Linked DNA regions of Callithrix jacchus: region 1 is linked to region 2. A link is a contact called in public Hi-C data. All regions are on one chromosome and are shown on one strand. Each heading gives the region's core, a stretch centred on a gene start, on an enhancer-like site or on the middle of the called end of the contact. The rest is flanking DNA. Distances are from core to core; before and after follow the strand shown.

Region 1 (5,807 bases), core at 301-2,800, 110 kb before region 2:
CCTCCTGAGCAGCTGGGATTATAGGCACACTTCACCATGCCCAGATAGTTTTTGTATTTTTAGTAGAGACAGGGTTCACCATGTTGGCCAGGTTAGTTTCGGTCTCTTGACCTTGTGATCCACCTGCCTCGGCCTCCCAAAGTGCAGAGATTATAGGTGTGACATGCCTGCTTTTTAATAAGCAACATTGACCAATTTAGAAATGCCCAGAGGGGCAGTGCTGTCCAGAAGCCCTGCCCTGTGGGGACAACTGCAGGAACCGAGGTGCAGAAATCAGCACAAAGGAGGGCACCCAAGGGACTCTAGATCCAGAGGAAGGTGCTCCTTCTCCTACCACATGCCTTCCTGCAAGTTGAATTTGCTTTCACCTGACTTTACTCATAATCATGTGGCCCAACTCCCGTTCCAGGGAGGGTTTTCCTCCCATGCTGGCTAGTGAGGAGGGAGCTGCCTGCTGTGTTCTGGCATGGCCCGCTCAGCCAGCCTCTTGCTCCTACCAGGTGAGACCCAGAGTATATTTCCTGGCTCTTTGGTGTTCTCTAGCCCAGGTGCTGTTAATAATGCAAAACACATGAATGAAGGCACAGCTACAGAGTAAACAAACATTACAGGCTCCTTAGAAGGCAGAGAAGCTGGAGAACATTTCAGGGAGAGAGGGAATTAAATGGAGAATCAGACTGAAACAAGTGGAGGGAGGATGAAGGAAACTCTAGAGGACGTTTATTGCCAACCTGAGTAGCAGAGAAGCTTCACTGTGGGAGTAGCGGGAGAAGTCTATAGAAACGGTCAGATGGCAGATAACCGTCAGAAACGGTCAGATAAATGCCGCCCAGTGAGTTTGGCTTTGCTTATGAAGGCAAGACCTAGTAGTGCCATCAGATTTGGCAAATAAAAATATAGGAGGCCCAGCTACATTTGAATTTCAGATAAACAACAAATATCTTTTAGTGTAAGTATGTCATTCATATTGCATGGTATCTAGTCTTGCTAAAAAAAGATTGTCTGTTTATCTGAAATTCAGCTTTCACTGGGTCTCCTGTGTTTTATCTGGCAGCCCAGGCAAGGGGAAGTCACTGAAGTTTTGTGATCGCAGAGTCTTCTTACAAGGACCCATCTGCCTGTGTGACAGCTGCAGTCCAAGAGGAAGACACCAGGGGGAGGGCTGCTCATGGGGAAACACGAGCAGTCATCCTGGCTTGACCGCAAGGACCTGTATTACGGTAAAAATACAAAGAAAAATAAAAAGGGTGAATTCAAGAGACAAGTTTGATGGCTGGGTCAGTAGGCTTGGGGACTGGCGAGAAGGTGGAACAGAGGAAGAGGTGGAGGCAGCAAGGACGAGTTCAAGGGCAGGACCCATGGCTGGGAACGCCAAGGAAGACGCCATTCAGAGGAAGAATGGCTGCATGAGCAAAGGCAGACTCCTGAGTTCTCTCCAAGACCGTTTCATAGAGGACACCGAGTGGGAAGGGCCAGCCAGCAGAAGTTGAGGGCAGAGCTGAGTTCCAGGAGGGAGAGGGGTGGGGGCTGTTGACATGGCCCTGGGTGGTGGCAGCTGAATCCAGCAGTGAAGCAGATGCCTCCCTCCAGGGTCACAGTGGAGCAGCAAGGTCAGAGGAGCAGCCCAGGAGGGAGCGAGTAGAAGGCTGCTGCTTGGCAGACAGACCCAGTCTCTAATCTGGGCTAAGAAGTAAAGCTGGCTTTCCTGTGGCCCAAAGTATTAGGAACTTAAATTTTGCTGAAGTTTTTTTTTTTTTAATTGCATTTTAGGTTTTGGGATACATGTGAACAACATGCAAGATTGTTGCATATTTACACACATGGCAGTGTGATTTGCTGCCTTCCCCTCCTTCACTTATATCTGGCATTTCTCCCCATTCCTGAAGTTTTTAATAAAGCATAATCGCAAATGTGGAAAAACAAGTGGCAGTTGCTGCCATGGGCTCCCTCCCACCCAGCAAGGCTTTCTCTCCAGCCTCACACTCTCATCCCCAAGGATCACAGGAAAACCTGGCAATGCAGTTGTTCCCAGAGCCTGCCAGCCCAGGGTTTGGCGTGAAGAGAGGGGCAGGGATGAGGCCCGAAGACAGGGGTACATGGGACCCCCTCCCCAGTCCTGCTTGAGTTCCTAAGCACAGCCTGCTCTCCACCCCGTGCATGCTCTGCAAAGTATCTCTGTCACAGCAAACTGTTGATCAGTCCCTTGCCCTCCCTCCCCCGGGGCAGGATTGGACACCAGTGACAAATTAAGCACTTCTGTTTGCTTTTAGTCAAGGACACCAGGAAAAAGTAGACTGTGACCCTTATTCATGGACAGCATCCAGAGACTTAAAAGTAGCTGAATTTTACTGCAATCTTAATAGAACCTGAAGGTTTCAGGCTCCTGTGCAGGTGAAAACCTTTGGATTTCTAGCCGAATATCAATGAATGATTCCATTTTAAAGTCACTTAACAGAGGGGCAAACTGAGGCATTACAGGAGTGAAGATAGAATTGCTGAAATCCCCCTGCCACGGTACCTTTCATCCCCCCTCCCCTACACACATGCTTCTCTAGGTCACAGAAGCTGTGGAGAGGCCTCTGGCACCCTGAGAAGCTGTTCAGTCTACAACTCGGCAAGTCCTGCAGGGATCCCGGTGTACTGGTAGCCACAGGGCTCCTGCTCTTCCCCAGAGCTGCTGGACACAGTCTAGGTGGAACCACCCACTAAGGACCCAAGATGGCTGGCGGCCACACTGCTGGTCCCATTCATGATGTTGCCCATTGCTCACTGGCTGTGGCCCATGAGGTCAGCCAGGCCAGCTCTTCGAGCTTTGGGCCTTCCTCCAGCGTCTCCCCCAGCTACCTATGTCCAGCTGAATTTAGTGACAATTTTATAATGTCTCAACAGCTGTTTTTTACCTTCTAATTTGTGAATTAGCCAAATGCCTAGCTGAGATGAAAGTCCTGCAATCACACATTTCTGGACTTGTGATCCTCACTCATTAAATGATGGTGATTGTCACATGAAAGCTTGGGCTGAGGTCTGTCCTGGCAGACAGAGAACGGACATGTTAGTGCTGCCTGGGCGGCAGTGGATGCACAGCATTTGAGGTAGGGATTGTTTCCATTCTACAGGTGAGCACACCAAGGCTCAGAGTGACAAGAACTTGGCCTGTGGTCACATGTCTATTAAGTGTCTGAACTGGGATTAGAACCTAAGCCCAGCAGACTTCAAGTTCTGAACCCTGCACTCCATGCTCTAGGGTGGAGCTGCAGCTTCCTTTCTTCCTCCTGAGATGAAAACGCACTTGAACCCAAGCCCGTCTTAGTGCCTCTCTTAGGAAAACACTGGGCACCACGTGTTGATGATTGAGTCTGCAGTCCAAAAACTGGCAGACTCTCAGTACCGTCCCAGCAGGCGGCAACTGCACTCATTTTTTTTTTTGGAGATGGGGTGTCACCGTGTTGGCCAGGCTGGTCTCCAACTCCTGACCTCAGGTGATCCACTCATCTCAGCCTCCCAAAGTGCTGGGATTACAGGCGTGAGCCACCGTGCCCAGCCTGCACTCATTTTTTAAATGACATAATAAATACATCTCTTTAACCTCAATTTACTCCTTCCCAAAATGGAATAAAAAAATGAAATCAGAATCACTGGCTTCCAGAAGATGTGCAATAGAAACTCAGTGGCACTCGGGCCCTGCTCCTCACCAAGAGCTGCGTTTCCAGGGCCAGGCACTGAGCCAGTTCTCAGAGCCAATCTGCCATCATTTAATGATTAAGGCCATAAGGCCAGAAATGTGTGAATCCAGCTTCCATCAGTGCTGGCTGAGGAGCGCCCCAGAGGCTGGCTCCAGGGAAGCACAAGCAAGGGCTCCTGGGTCTACCGGTTCCCTCACAGCAGACAAAAGAGGCGGAAGGGAATGATCTGAAGATGGGGACGGGTCATGGACGACTCTGGGTTTGTGACAGACAGAAACCTGCACAGACACTGATGCGGATGAGACATGTAGTTTGTGGGTGCCATTGAAAAGTGTCTCCAGACAATTCAATTAGGCCTTTATATAGGTGAGGCCACCAGCATATTAGGGGACACAACCTTTTAACTAAAAACGGTTCCACAGGAAATCACTGAAGCTTGGTTTCTTACATTTCCCTCATGTCTCACATGATTTTTGAGCGCCCACACTGGCCAGCGTCTGCTCTATGGTGTGCTGCTGGTACGGTCATAGCGCTTGACAGGGGCAGTAGCATGCTCATATTTGCCTGGGACGTCCACTCAGACCTCATTCTCACAAGGGCTCAGTTGTAGCAAAAAATAAAAATAAAAGAGATGAAGATATTTTCATGTTCACTGCTGTGGATTCTTAAGAACCAGAGGGGTGGCACAAGATTTGCCTATTCTTGTTTTTCAGTAAGAAGCAGAGTCCAGATGCAAAGACAGCTTGTCTCTTGGTTCTAAATCTGATAGAGTTTCTATATATTATGCATTATTACAAAACACCTCTGGGTTAGGGCAATCAGTTGAGTGTTGTGGTAGAATTTGTGTAATATAAATGTACCTTTTAATGAAATAACCACAAATCACCAAAAAGCCAAGTAATTTTTAATATCAGTGTGGCCCATGCAGTAATATTTGAATAAAGTTGTCCTAAAGGAGGTATTTGTCATTTATCTGAAATTCATATTTCACTGGATGCTCTACCTATTTCTGCTGCCATAAGAAAATCCACAGACTAGGTAACTTATAAACAACAGAAACGTGTTTCTTGTGAGTCTGGGGTCTGGAAGTCTAAAGTCAGAGCACCAGCAGATGTGGAGTTTAGTGAGGACACAGTCTCCTCTTCCAGGACTATGCCCTACTGCTGTGTCCACTGCAGGGCCAAACCCTATGTCTTTACATGGCATGGACTTGCCCCTCAAACCCTTTGTAATGTCTCATCCCATTCATGAGGTCTCTGCCTTCAGGACCTAATCACCTCCTGAAAGCTTCACCCCTGAATGTCATGTCACGTTGGTAATTGTCAACATGTGAATTTTGGGAAAACTTCAGACCATAGCACTCCACTTCCTTTTCTTTTCCTCTAAATCTGGCAACTAATTCTTCTGACATTGGTCAGATTTCCACTGAGTTCTCTGCATTTGGACATCCCCTTATAGACTTTGCTCTGCTTTCCATGATAAACTTGCATGTGGTGACTGCTTTGTTCTGCTTTGGCTAGGGTCTTACGTGTGCTGCCTGCTGTGAACAGGGTTCTGCGTTAATGGAGCTTCTCTTTTATAGCTCCAGCCCATCCCTGTCCATCCAGCCTGTACACCTAACTGTTTACTTGGCATCTCCTCCTAGATGTGTCCTGCAGACACCTCAAATGCAACCACCTAAGGTCAACTTACCTTCCCCACAAACATAAGCTTCTCCCGACTGCCCTGTCACCAGATGCTGTCCTCACCTGAGCCTTGACCTTGCCCTCCTTTTCCCCATGCTCCCCCATCCAATCAGCCATATCCTGCAAACTACTCAGCATGATTCTTTCCATTCTGTTTCGCCCCATCCCACAGTCCCTCCACCATAGCCTCTTGACTGGACTGCCCCAACTTACTGATATTTCCTATTCGATGAAACAGCATTCTTCCACTTTCTTTTAATTCCTTAGACATGATCTCCTCCAGTGATTTGCACATATTTATAATAGCTGACTTAAAAACCTTAAATCCAACGTCTGGGCCCCTTGAGGACAGTTTGTGGTGACTGCTTTATGCCTGTGCATGGAATGAAACTTTACTGTTTCTTTTCAAGTCTCACATCTTCTGTTGAAAACCAGATGT
Region 2 (5,826 bases), core at 1,153-3,652:
AAACGCTACAGGAGTGTCTCTAGGTATTTCAAACAAAGAATCTAATACAGGGGTTATTTTTATATAGCAGAGAAACAAGAGAATACAGTGAAGCAACTCAGAGACAAGCAATAGCAAGAAGTTGCTGGCAGCCCCTGGGCTGGAGGGTAAATGAGAGGGTGTGTTGCCTGAGCTGGGAGCTGGAGCTGCCTGCAGGATCTAGAACCTGGAAGGGAGGAGCTTCCCAGCAGAGCTGGAGTCACAGACACTGCAGCTGCTGCATGCTCCCACAGAATACTGTGGCCCTGCCTCCCACTACCACTGCCCATGGCCAAAACTGGCCAGAAGCCACTTGTCAGGAACCTGGGAATTGTGGTTCCCAAAACACAGAGAGAAAACAACGGCGAGAAAGAGTCTGAAAGCAGATAAGGAAACTCGCAAAGGCATGGTGTTATGAGGATCATGGCCAGTAACTCAGCCCTGCTGGAGGGAAAGGGGTCCCATACTAAGCAGAGGACATTCCACAGTGACCCTGGGTTCTGTGACACAGCCCATCTGCAGTGTGGAAAGGACTCTGGCAGCAGAGTGAAGGGTGGGTGGGCAGTGAGCGGGACCGTGGTCATGCAGGTGGAAGGTAAGGTAATACAGGCTGGGAATGAGGCGCCGGCCACCAGGCTGACAAAGGGCCTAGAGTCGCCTAGACCTGGTGACCAGTGCAATCTGCAGGGAAGGAAGAGGGTCCAGCATGACTCATGGATTCTGGCCAGGAGGTAGCAGGGCAGGACCCTCGGATTTCCACCCTACTGTGCTGTCACTACAGCAATGGTAGTAAGCCACTCAGCCTCGCGGGGCCCTAGCGTTCTCACTGTCATGAATAGGAGTCAGATGTTCCCTAGGGCAACATTGTGTGCAGCTGTGATACAAAGGTCTGCACTCATCTTTAGCATTCTGGATTTCAGTACGTTTTCTTTCAGCGTCACTTTGCTATCATGTCAATCAAGCTTCTCTAAACGTGGGCCATGGGCCAGGGAGGCTTTGAATGCTGCCCGTCACAAATTCGTAAACTTTCTTAAAACATTGAGATTGTTTGTTTTTTAATCTCATCAGCAGTTTTGTTAGTGTATTTTATGTGTGACCTAAGACAGTTCTTCCATTGTGTGCCCCAGATTGTACACCCCGATGTGAAAGATTGGACACCCCTGATGTACATGATAAGGATATTACAAAAACCTTCTTACTTGTTTGTACGTTTAATCTGGTCTGTATTCCTGAATTTCAAATTTAAGTTTTTTTAAAAAAATTACTGGTCAGAATGTGTGTGTGTGTGTGTGTGTGTATGTGTGTGTGTGAGAGAGAGAGAGAGAGAGAGAGAAAATTCTCATTATTACTAAAAGAAAAAAAAAAGTTCCATTCTAAAGTTCATACACCCTAGAATCCAGCTTGTAGACAGTGGATTTCACAATATTCCCATCTGCAATTCCTTCTTAGTTCTGTTCCGTTCATATCTCTGGCAGAGTTCCCACAATTTATAAGACTTGCTACAAAACCACTAATTGAAGTGCAACCCTTGGTTAGTTAATAGAGGTCAAAGTATTAGTTCTAAATAATGCAGCTTGGTATGTTACTCAGAAATTCCAGGAAAAGGCTTTTTTCCATGCTTTTCAGTTTCATTCTTAGCAGCACACAACAATCACGTTGTTCAGCTCATGAACAAAATAGTAAGTCACTGGTCTTTTAAAAAGCATATTGTCCCAATTAGAAACCCAGATTTTCTGCATGTGTTTTGTTTTATGAAATCTGAATCTTATAACTTAAGTTTTGAGTGTTAGGAAATTTCAACTTCTTCACTCTATAAAAATATAGTGGCTTGTAACAACCTGTTAACTTGGTATGGATTAGATAGGGCAGGATAACTGATACAATTTCACATCAGAATTAACTGAAATCATCTAAGTGTGCGGAGCACACCATTCTTACCTTCAGCAAGTGCACAGTCTTGTTTGAAAGTAACTACAAAGCCATCATTATAATCTGTTTTAGTAAAACCCATTCAATGAGTGCCTGAAACCTCGTGGAAGCAGAGTCAGGGATTTCATTCATTCCAGGGGGCTCAGGAAGGAATTCCCGGGGAAGGAGGCACCTGCAGTTCATTTCAAAAAATGAGGAGGAGTTAGACCGAGGCTATGTAAGCTTTTCAAACCCACTTCCACCTTAATTTTACTAATCTATCACATTGAGCCATCCTTCTAATGATATTGTTCAGCTTACTGTAGAGTGATCAGTTATCCCCATTTGCTAGTGCTGGCTTCAATCCTGCAAGTCCCATATCCTGAGATACCCCTCATTCCTGGGTCAGTCAGACACCTGGTCCCCCTAATTTACTGCCTCCCAGTCACACCATGTGTTACTAACTGTTGCTTTGCTCTTGCCGGTTTCTTATCTAGAATGGGTGATTACTTTACACTGCCTTGAATTCCTCATGGGGCCTGCACAGACGCTTGCACCCCGTAGATGCTCACGAAATGGATATATGCATAAATCTTGGTACCTCTTATTCTGTAGACAGCACTGAAGCACAGATCACTGAAATGACTTACCGAGGAGCCACATGACAGCACCAAGGTTAGGCCGAGTCTCGTCTCTTGGGCCCGTCTTTCCTCCTTGGTGATAAAAGGTCTTATAGTGCCCTCTGGTGGCATCAGGAAGTTCTCTAAGCCCCTGAATTAAAACAGGAATCATGCCTTCCCAACTGTATTCAATGCGAGTCACAGTGAGACCATTACTACTACCTCATGTCGGTGCCCAGGAGCTGGACTCGACCTTTTGATTAAGCAATTTCGTTCATGTCATGGCTCTGAGATGTTGAAATGACAAAATTTCCCTATCCCTTCTAGAGTACATGAAGGTGGATAGGTGGGTGATACCAAATGTTGAACTTACTTTGCAACTAGTTACAGGGCAGAGATGATTCACGCCTGTTTATGTGGCCCATTCACATGTAACTGACATCTCCCCTGGCCCCCTAATTTCTCCTTTAGAGCATTAAACTGCAGAGGGCATGTCGTAGCCCATCAGTCTTCTGATGAATGGAATCGGCTGATGGTCTTGGTCGTCATAGCCTCTTTTGTCCCAGATGGAATCAACCCTTTGACCCTTTAACTGTGGCTGTGTCTGGGAATCCCTTCTCACTGGAAATGATGTAGGGGCAAATAAAAACCGAACCCATCAAGAAGGTGGGGCATAGGAGCAGAAGAGAGATGTTTCTCTTTGCATGGGGTCAGATTCTGCACTTGATGGGAGTAAGCTAAATTGGGATCGGATCCCAAGATCTTTAAACAATGTCCTCCTCTTGTTCCTCTCTTGCCTTTGGCCTCTATGGCCTTGACTGATGTCTAAAGATTGCTAGGATTTATTTATAGTCAGGTTCGTGAGGCCCTGGAATTGGAGTCAGATGTGAGGGGTGCAGATGCCCACTATGCCTCTCTGTTTATTAGTTTACTGAAGTGGAGAAGAGTGTGGGCTTTTGGGGGACAGCTGGAGGACTCCCAGGCAAATTACCTAACCTTCCCAAGTGTCCATCTGGTTGTCTGCAAAATGAGAATCATCCTGTGACCTCTTAGGTTTCTATGGCTACTCAGTGACATGTTTTCCAAGACCTTAGTGTGGAGGCCTGACATGTAGTAAATACTTAAAAATTGGTAGCTTTTGTGGTTATCATAATCTATCATTCATTCATCTAATAACTATTCATTGAGATTAGTAAGGGGGGCTGAGACATGTAAGCTACCACTTGAAGGCTGAGTAGGTCTTGGCTTGATGGGAAAGGTTAAGGGGGAGCAGCATTTTCATTTTTCAGGGGAAGGCCATGGACATAAGTGTGGGGCAAAGGGCATGAACACAGGTTTGCATGATGGGGAAGGCATGGACACAGGTGTGAGGGAAGGGCACGAACAAAGGTGTGTGGGAAGGGCATGGACACAGGTGTGTGGGGAGGGAATGGACACAGGTGTGTGGGGAGGGAATGGACACAGGTGTGTGGGGAGGGAATGGACACAGGTGTGTGGGGAGGGAATGGACACAGGTGTGCGGGAAGGGAATGGACACAGGTGTGAGGGAAGGGGAATGGACACAGGTGTGTGGGAAGGGAATGGACACAGCTGTGAGGGAAGGGGAATGGACACAGGTGTGCGGGAAGGGAATGGACACAGGTGTGAGGGAAGGGCATGGACACAGGTGTGAGGGAAGGGGAATGGACACAGGTGTGCGGGAAGGGCATGGACACGTGTGAGGGAAGGTGGACACAGGTGTGAGGGAAGGGCACGGACACAGGTGTGAGGGAAGGGGAATGGACACGTGTGAGGGAAGGGCATGGACACAGATGTGAGGGAAGGGCATGGACACAGGTGTGCGGGAAGGGCATGGACACGTGTGAGGGAAGGTGGACACAGGTGTGTTGGAAGGGCATGGACACGTGTGAGGGAAGGGCATGGACACAGGTGTGAGGGAAGGGCATGGACACAGGTGTGAGGGAAGGGCATGGACACAGGTGTGCGGGAAGGGCATGGACACGTGTGAGGGAAGGGCATGGACACAGGTGTGAGGGAAGGGCATGGACACAGGTGTGAGGGAAGGTGGACACAGGTGTGCGGGAAGGGCATGGACACATGTGAGGGAAGGGCATGGACACAGGTGTGAGGGAAGGGCATGGACACAGGTGTGCGGGAAGGGCATGGACACGTGTGAGGGAAGGTGGACACAGGTGTGAGGGAAGGGCACGGACACAGGTGTGAGGGAAGGGCATGGACACGTGTGAGGGAAGGTGGACACAGGTGTGAGGGAAGGGCACAGACACAGGTGTGAGGGAAGGGCATGGACACAGGTGTGAGGGAAGGGCATGGACACAGGTGTGCGAGAAGGGCCTGGACACAGGTGTGCGGGAAGGGCACGGGCACAGGTGTGTGAGAAAGACGTGTGTGGAGTAAAGATATAGATACAGGCATGGGGCAAAGGGTGTGAAAGCAGATGATGGGGGGGTGGATGTGGGCACAGGCATGTGTGGGTGTCAGGGCACATGGGATGAGGAAGAAGGTGCTGAATTTGTTTTATTTGAATTTTTATCTCTGAATTATTTTTATTTATTTATTTATTTATTTTGAGATGGAGTCTCACTCACTCTATTGTCCAGGTTGGAGTACAGTGGTGCAATCTTGGCTCACTGCAACCACCGTCTCCTGGGTTCAGGTGATTCTTCTGACTCAGCCTCCCGAGTAGCTGGAATTACAAGCACACACCATCACGCCCAGCTCATTTTTGTATTTTTCATAGAGATGAGGTTTCACTCTGTTGGCCAGGCTAGTCTCAAACACCTGACCTCAGGTGAACCACGCGCCTTGGACTCCCAAAATGCTGAGATTACAGGCGTAAGCTACAGCGCCCAGCCCTGAATTTCTTTCTTTTTCTTTTTTTTTTTAATTATACTTTAAGTTCTGGGGTACATGTGCAGATCTTGCAGGAAGTTACATAGGTATACCCGTGTCATGGTGGTTGGCTGCTTCCATCCCCCCATCACCTACATTAGGTATTTCTCCTAATGTTATCCCTCCCCAATCTCCCTATCCCATGCTATCCCTCCCCAGCCCTCCAACCCCAACAGACCCCAGTGTGTGATAGTCTCCTCCTTGTGTCCATGTGTTCTCATTGTTCAACACTCACTTATGAGTGAGAACATCCAGTGTTTGATTTTCTGTTCTTGTGTCAGTTTGCAGAGAATGTTGATTTCCAGCTTCATTCATGTCCTTGCAAAGAACAAGAACTCATCCTTTTTATGGCTGCATAGTATTCCTTGGT

What was found. Hi-C and Micro-C count contacts between places; a contact is called where the count stands out from the background.
Region 1: a Hi-C map of skeletal muscle shows a contact between it and region 2, with 16 times the contacts expected there. The contact joins two enhancer-like sites. A contact is called at or near these places in 2 of 3 Hi-C or Micro-C datasets (induced pluripotent stem cells and skeletal muscle).

Annotation. Positions count from the first base shown.
Region 1 is chr5:143,667,439-143,673,245 of calJac240_pri, reverse strand. The region is part of intron 2 of SPATA13 (spermatogenesis associated 13); the gene reads left to right. Among named protein-coding and RNA genes, the nearest start is that of SPATA13, 120 kb to the left of the region's middle. Within about 2 kb of position 1,550, at least 4 of the 16 cell types and tissues checked have an H3K27ac peak or open chromatin away from gene starts, as enhancers often do.
Region 2 is chr5:143,555,992-143,561,817 of calJac240_pri, reverse strand. All of the region lies in intron 2 of SPATA13 (spermatogenesis associated 13), which reads left to right. Among named protein-coding and RNA genes, the nearest start is that of C1QTNF9, 99 kb to the right of the region's middle. Within about 2 kb of position 2,402, at least 7 of the 16 cell types and tissues checked have an H3K27ac peak or open chromatin away from gene starts, as enhancers often do.